2 separate regions of the Bos taurus genome follow, and region 1 is linked to region 2. A link is a contact called in public Hi-C data. All regions are on one chromosome and are shown on one strand. Each heading gives the region's core, a stretch centred on a gene start, on an enhancer-like site or on the middle of the called end of the contact. The rest is flanking DNA. Distances are from core to core; before and after follow the strand shown.

Region 1 (3,202 bases), core at 193-2,692, 130 kb after region 2:
GAGCCGGTTTTCTAGGCTTTACTAGTGCACCACGGGGACCTGCTTGGTTTCTTTCACAGAGGTCAAACAGAGGGGGGCAGGATCGGGGTCTCCAGGGGACAATGTCTGCATTCTGGTACCATGGTTAGTAGGGGTAGATGTCTGGGAAGTGGGATTAGTGGGCAGGCTGCTGGAAGGAGGGGAAATTATTTTTAATAACTAACATCAGAGTTCTTGATGCCATTCATTCATTCCACAAACCTTTCTCTGCTCACACCTCCAAAGCCCCTGGGAATCAGAGGTGCAAGAATCAAAGCCTGCCTTCCAGGAGTTCTGGGTCGGTGGGTGCAACAGCCACTTTAGCCCTTTGACAGCTGTTTGCTGAGTCGACCCTAGGTTCCGAGTGGGCGGGAAAAGCCGACATGAAGGCAAGAGGCTGTGGTGTGATAGGGAGGGGTGTGAGGACAGCAGAAGATGAACAGGGAACCTTCACTTTTTAAAGCCAACCTCTTGTGGCTTTGAGGCTGCTGTGGTGTTTGTTTGCTGGTGAGAACAAGCCGTCCAGGAACCTGGCCTTTGTAGCCTCAGCCCAGTCTGACTTTAGCTGAGATTTGTAAATGGGGTGTCTGGAGCTGGGTGAACCCCTAAGAACCTGCTTGGGGCTTCCCTTGGCTCCCTCTAGTTAAGACCAAGGTTAGACCAGAGGATGGATTTTGGAAAGGGAAGAGCCATCTCTCCGGGAAGAAAAAGTGAGTGAGACTGGGGGCTGAGTTGGAGGCCCTGGCTGTGACTTCAGCTGAAGGCCCCTCGTGGTCTCATTTTGTGTTGCCCATTCAACCTTTGACTGGCAAGAGGCAACAGCTTCCCCGTGGGATGTGCAGCAGAGAGAAAATAAGTGCAACTCGTGTTGCTCGTATAGTGTCATTTACACAATGCACTCACCTTGAATCTGCCTCTCGTCATAACCCTAAGAAAGCAGACAAGCTCAGCCCTATTTAGCCTGGGAGAGAGGTGGGAATAGGCGGGCGAATGGAGGGTCCTGAACCCTCCAAGATTTCTCTGATGAAACGGGGCCCCCAATAGCCTTTCCCATCACCCCCTGGCTAGCCAGAGCAGGTGCTGTCCAGATCTGTACCACCCCAGCCCTGGCACCTTCTGCAGAACCTACTATTCTTGGTAACAATGGTCACCCCCTTCCCCAGGTCCGAAAGAAGTACCTGGAGGAACAGGGGAGCACGTTCTCTGGGAGGAGCCACTGATTCCCACTAAAACCACCTGGTCCCTCTGGGAGACTCCCCCATGCCTTCCACCCCATCCTCCATCCCCATTCCACAAAGTCATTCTGGCGGTCCAAGTGACCCCGGTAACTGCTATCTCTTTCACTTGGGGGAGGCTCACTCACCCAGGTCCATGACTCTCTCGGCGGCTGAAACCACACAGGAAGGTTGTGCCGGGGCTCTGTCTGGGGAGGATGTGGTTCTAGCCCCTTTTAAGCTTTGAGAGGAGCCACCCTCTCCCCTGCCCCTCCCATCCCCGCTCCTCCCACTAGTCCGGCCTCACTCAGGCTCTGGACTCAGGTGGCTTCCTGGGACCCAAGAGTGTGAAGGGTATGAGAAGGTGAAAGAGAGTGACAGCCCACTCAGTGGTCATAGGATCATGAATCATTGGGTCATTTACATTCAGGAAGCCCCCCTTGCAGACTCAGGGCCCCGCCCAAGGCAGGGGAATGAAACTATTTATTGATTTGATAAATGTTTACAGCCTAGGTATCACATGCCAGGGAGCTGGAGATAAGTGAAAGATCCATCCCCATCCTTCCCTTGCCCAACTCAGTGCCACAGGGGACTACATTTCCCAAACTGCTTTGCCCTCTGGCTTTTGGGTAGGTTTGGCCAGTGGGAGGCACTGACAGATGTTGGAAAGCAGAAGAGGAGGGATGTGCCAGGATCTCTCTCTTTTTTTTGAAATTTATTTATTTTTAATTGGAGGATAATCACTTTACGATATTGTGTGGTTTCTGCTGGACATCAACATGAGTCAGCCATTGGACCAGGTTGTCTCTTTTCTCCTCTTTTTTCTTTTCTTTCATTTTCTTTACTCTTTTCTCTCCTCTCCTCTTTCTTTCTTTTCCTTTTAAGTACAATTTTATTGAGATATAATTCACAAGTAAATTCACCCTTTTAAAGAGTACCAGTCAAAAAGAATTTTTTTTTTTTTGGTATATTCACGGAGTTGTGCAATCATCACCACAGTCTATTTTGGAACATTTAAAATAGCTTCCTCCTGAAAAACCACCCCTCCTCAACCCTTACTCATTAGAAATGACTCTCCATATCCCCTCCATCCCCACCCCCAGCCACTGGTAACAACAAGTCTACTTTCGTCTTTTACAGACTTGCCGATACTAGACATTTCTCATAAATAGAACTATTCGCTATATGGTCTTTGTGTCTGGCTTCTTTCACTTAGCATAATGATTTCAAGGTTCACTCATGTTGTCATATATAACGATACTTCATTCCTTTTTATGTCTCGATAATATTCCATTGCATGCATATACTCCATTTGGTTTATCCATGATGAGCTGGACGTTGGGGTTGTTTCCAGTTTGGGGCTATAATGAATAATGGTGCTAGGAATTCATATACAAGTTTTTGTGTGGACGCATGCTTCTTTTTCTCTAGAGAACATGCCTACGAGTGAAAATGTTGGGTAATATTGCAACTACATGTTTAACATTTCAAGGAACTGTCAAGCTTTTCCCAAAGTGGCCTCACCATTTTTCATTCTCATCAGCAATGTACGAAGGTTCTACATCCTCAACAAAACCTGTTCTCTATTTTTTTTTTTTTTTGGTTCTAGCCATCCTAGTGGGTGTGAAGTGGTTTTGCTTTGTGTTATCCTAATGACTAATGATGGCGAGTGCCTTTCATATGCATGTTGGCCATTTGTGGGCTTCCCTGATGGCTCAGTGGTAAAGAATCCGCTTGCCAATGCAGGAGACATGGGCTCAATTCCTGGGTTGGGAAGATCCCCTGGGAAAGGAAATGGCAACCCACTCCAGTGTTCTTGCCTGAGAAATCCCATAGATAGATGAGCCTGGCGGGCTACAGTCCATGGGGTCGCAAAAGAATCAGATAAGACTTAGAGAATAAACAACAACAGCGCAACGTTAACCACTTATAAATTTTACTTGGAAAAATGTCTATTTAAACCCTTTGAC
Region 2 (3,315 bases), core at 296-2,795:
TTTCTAAGAACTCAACTTCCTAGATTCCAGCAGACTGTCTAAACTTTGCCAACTGTTTTTTGCTATGAATAATACTTCTCACATCTGACCAGTAGATCTTTGTATTAAGAATATACTTACCTAGAATCTCATCAAAGATTTTGTACAAACCAGGAACATAAGTGACTTCCCTATAGTTAATGCCAATATCTTCATCATAAACCCACATTTGCTGGAAATAAGAAAAAGAAATACGGTTACTTTATATATCTACTTTGTTTTATTATCATGGTTACTGTAAAGTCTTCTGAATTAGTATGACAATGTAGATGATAGCTTAGGCCAGTTCCAGAAGACAAAGTACATGAAATATAGAAAATTAACCTGGAAAAGTATTCATCTTAACTACACTTAATTAGCCTGATTTTACCTGGGTCACTGATTCCACAGAGCCAATGTAGGTGTCTGGGCGGAGCAGGATATGTTCCAGTTGTGTTTTCTTTTGATAGATTCTTTCAATAGACAATCTTTTCTTAGCATCTTCATTTTTCTTTGTTTTGCTGACTTGCATATTTTCATTTACAGGCTAGCAATTTTTTAAAAAATTAAAGAAAAGGGATTTTGAATCATAGGTTTATCAGAAACCAGAAACAAAATACCTATCGTAGTGGTCTGCTTACACACACCAAAACAAATCGCACAGCCTTTTGGTAGGTATCAATGGAGCTGGCATAGTTTTGTACAAACATGGCAATATAAGTTAACTGCAGCAGGTTCCCCCAAGTGTCAGTTTAAACAGACGTATTATTTTGCCATGTGTATCTGACATGGAAATACTTTCATGCGTTAGATGCCATCAACAGCACACACCCCCTTCTTTCAGATACTCCACACATATCTACTGAGTGCCTACCAGGTCTCAGGCACTTAACAGATTCTACAGTAGCAGTACGGGAGGATAAGGATTCCATCCTTTGGACACGTTAACGTTTTAAACACAGGAGGGACGTATTTTGAGCATCTCGGACCTGCCGGCTCCATAGTGGGAACCGTGTTCCTTGCTCTGCACTGTCCAAGGTCAGGGTCGTCCAATCCCATTTTCAGCCCCAGGTAGGAGAGGAAAGCATCTCTCAGTGCCGCGTAAAGCTACATGCGGACCACGATGCCATCGACCTACACCGGGACCAAATGAATCTCTAGAAACTGAAACACAACGCCGCACCCTAGAAGCCAGTACAGCCGACAATACTTCACTACTTGCACCAGAAAAAGGTTTCAGTCTCTTCGCGATCACGCCGAGCCCAGGGGACCCGAGTAGACGCGGAAAACCCACGCCCAGCCCTCGGCGGCCGGACTACGACCCAGACGCCTCTCTCACGGGCAGCCGCAGAGATGCCGGGACGCGCTGAGGCTCCGCGACGCGCCCCTCCCGCGAGCTGTACCTGTAGTGGCGACACCTCCATGGTGACGGTCGTGAAGAGGCTCGAGAACCCTGCAAGTGACTAAACCGGTGGGACCCTCGAGACAATCACTGAGCAAGCCTCTTCTCCACAGACGCACGTCGGTTAGGAGAGAGCTTCCACTCCGGTTTGAACCTTCCGCTAGCCCGCCCAAACCAGATAGGCCAATCGTTGACGCGCTCTCATCAGTTCCGTCCAGAGAAACCAATCAGAGCTGGTTTTTTATATTCACCAATAAACAGCTGAGCTGGTCCTTTTGAATGAACCAATTAGACGAGGGAGGCGGGACTAGACCGTTTTAAAAGACACCACTCGGAGTCGTAGCTGAGGCACGGACAGGGAATCTAGCCAATGAGGAGGGCTAGTTTGTTCTTTCTGTGTAACTCTGGAAAATGCGCTGCGGAAGTGGGATCCAGGTTGGGGTGAAAAGAAAAAGGAGAAGATATGTATGCCCCGGAGCTGCTGTCTTCTTTCGGGATCCCTAAAATCTGAAGACTGTCCTCTATCCTGATTTTTTTTTTTTTTAATTTGAAAGAAACGGGAGTCCTAGCTCCGTTTCCTGGGAAAACTGAGCGCCAGCTTTCTGGACAAGCAGCCGGGGCATTCGGTTCAGTTCAGCAAACCAGGCGTCTGTCTCAAAGCCGGCCCTCCCACCCCTAACTTTGAAGAAACAAAAGCCATACTTGGCCGTACGTGAACGTAGCTTGGGTTTTCGTATAATGGCAGGGCATAGAGAGCCCACATAAAACAGACCAGCGTTCAAAACCCCCGAAAGAGCGGCTTGAGACAGCGACTTGTCAATCAAAGGGGATAATTTAAAGTCACCGCCTCAGGAGTCGAGGATGGTTTAGGTGCCATTCTAAGACAGTAACTTTTTCCTCAGACGACCAGCAGAATGTCCTCGTAGTTGTTACTTTTACTCTTCTCTGTATTATTCCTTGAACCCTGTAGTCCATATTTGACTAGGAAATGCCAAAGACCGAAATGTTTACTACTCTGACGTTTAAATGTTCAAATGTGTGTGTTTTTTTTTCTGTCTTCAATCCACAATGTTAAAATGACAGAAAAGTCATTGCCCTCACAAGATGCTAGAAAAAAAAACTGCACAATTTGAGTGACTGCGAATTCCATCAGAAATATTAATACCTCCTTCCAATCATTATTTCCTGAGTTTCAACCCTGACTAGGCATTTTACCAGTTGTGTGGTCTTGATGAAGGCAGCTTCTCAGTTGCTTTCTTTTCCTCTGCTCAAAAAAGGGAATAAAAATAACAGCATTACCTCAGGGTAGTGTGAGGATTACAGAATGTAAACATAAGGTGTTTAGAACAGTAGACTAACAGAATCAGGAAGCAGGGGTTTTCTTTAGGTTAGCATAAATTTGTGGGCTTAATCCTTTTTTTCCTTCTAAAACCAAGTCAACCACTGCAGGGTATCCAACGCCCACTCTGCTGGCAAAGCCCCAGGGAAGACCAGTGAGGCCAGTGAGGCCAGTGAGGAGAGAGTATGTTGTGACAGGAAGTCAAGGATGGAAGTGGCCCATGTGCTATGTGCCAAGTCACTTCAGTAGTGTCTGACTCTTTGTAACCCTATGGACTGTAGCCTGCCAGGCTAGGGTAATTGGAAAAGCCAAAGGAATAGGGTTTTGGCATTGCTCTGGTCCCTATCCTCTTGGTTTCCTGGTCTCCAGTGTTTTCAGCTCCACTCTGCTCAAGCATGTGCATTGATACAGAAAGGCAATCTTAATGCACCAGACCACCAGGGTCTCAGAGCAGTTGTAGGGAAGCCCGTTCAGTAGCTTCTGTCCATCTAGAAGGCTGACCAGGCCCTGGGCTCCAGGGCAAACCTGTCATTCCCTGTAGCTTCCCCAAGACAGA

The links. A called contact is a pair of places that touch in the nucleus more often than the background predicts.
Region 1: a contact with region 2 is called in a Hi-C map of liver, with 1.9 times the contacts expected there. The contact joins the promoter of CCR7 here to the promoter of TOP2A in region 2. A contact is called at or near these places in 3 of 11 Hi-C or Micro-C datasets (liver, skeletal muscle and skin fibroblasts).

The regions. Positions count from the first base shown.
Region 1 is chr19:40,784,978-40,788,179 of ARS-UCD2.0, forward strand. It overlaps CCR7 (C-C motif chemokine receptor 7), which reads right to left and starts at 1,443. Exons shown (of 3, transcript NM_001024930.3): 1 at 1,382-1,443. The coding sequence starts at 1,391.
Region 2 is chr19:40,651,746-40,655,060 of ARS-UCD2.0, forward strand. TOP2A (DNA topoisomerase II alpha) reads right to left here and starts at 1,546. Exons shown (of 35, transcript XM_015458846.3): 1 at 1,422-1,546; 2 at 410-565; 3 at 121-211. The coding sequence starts at 1,442.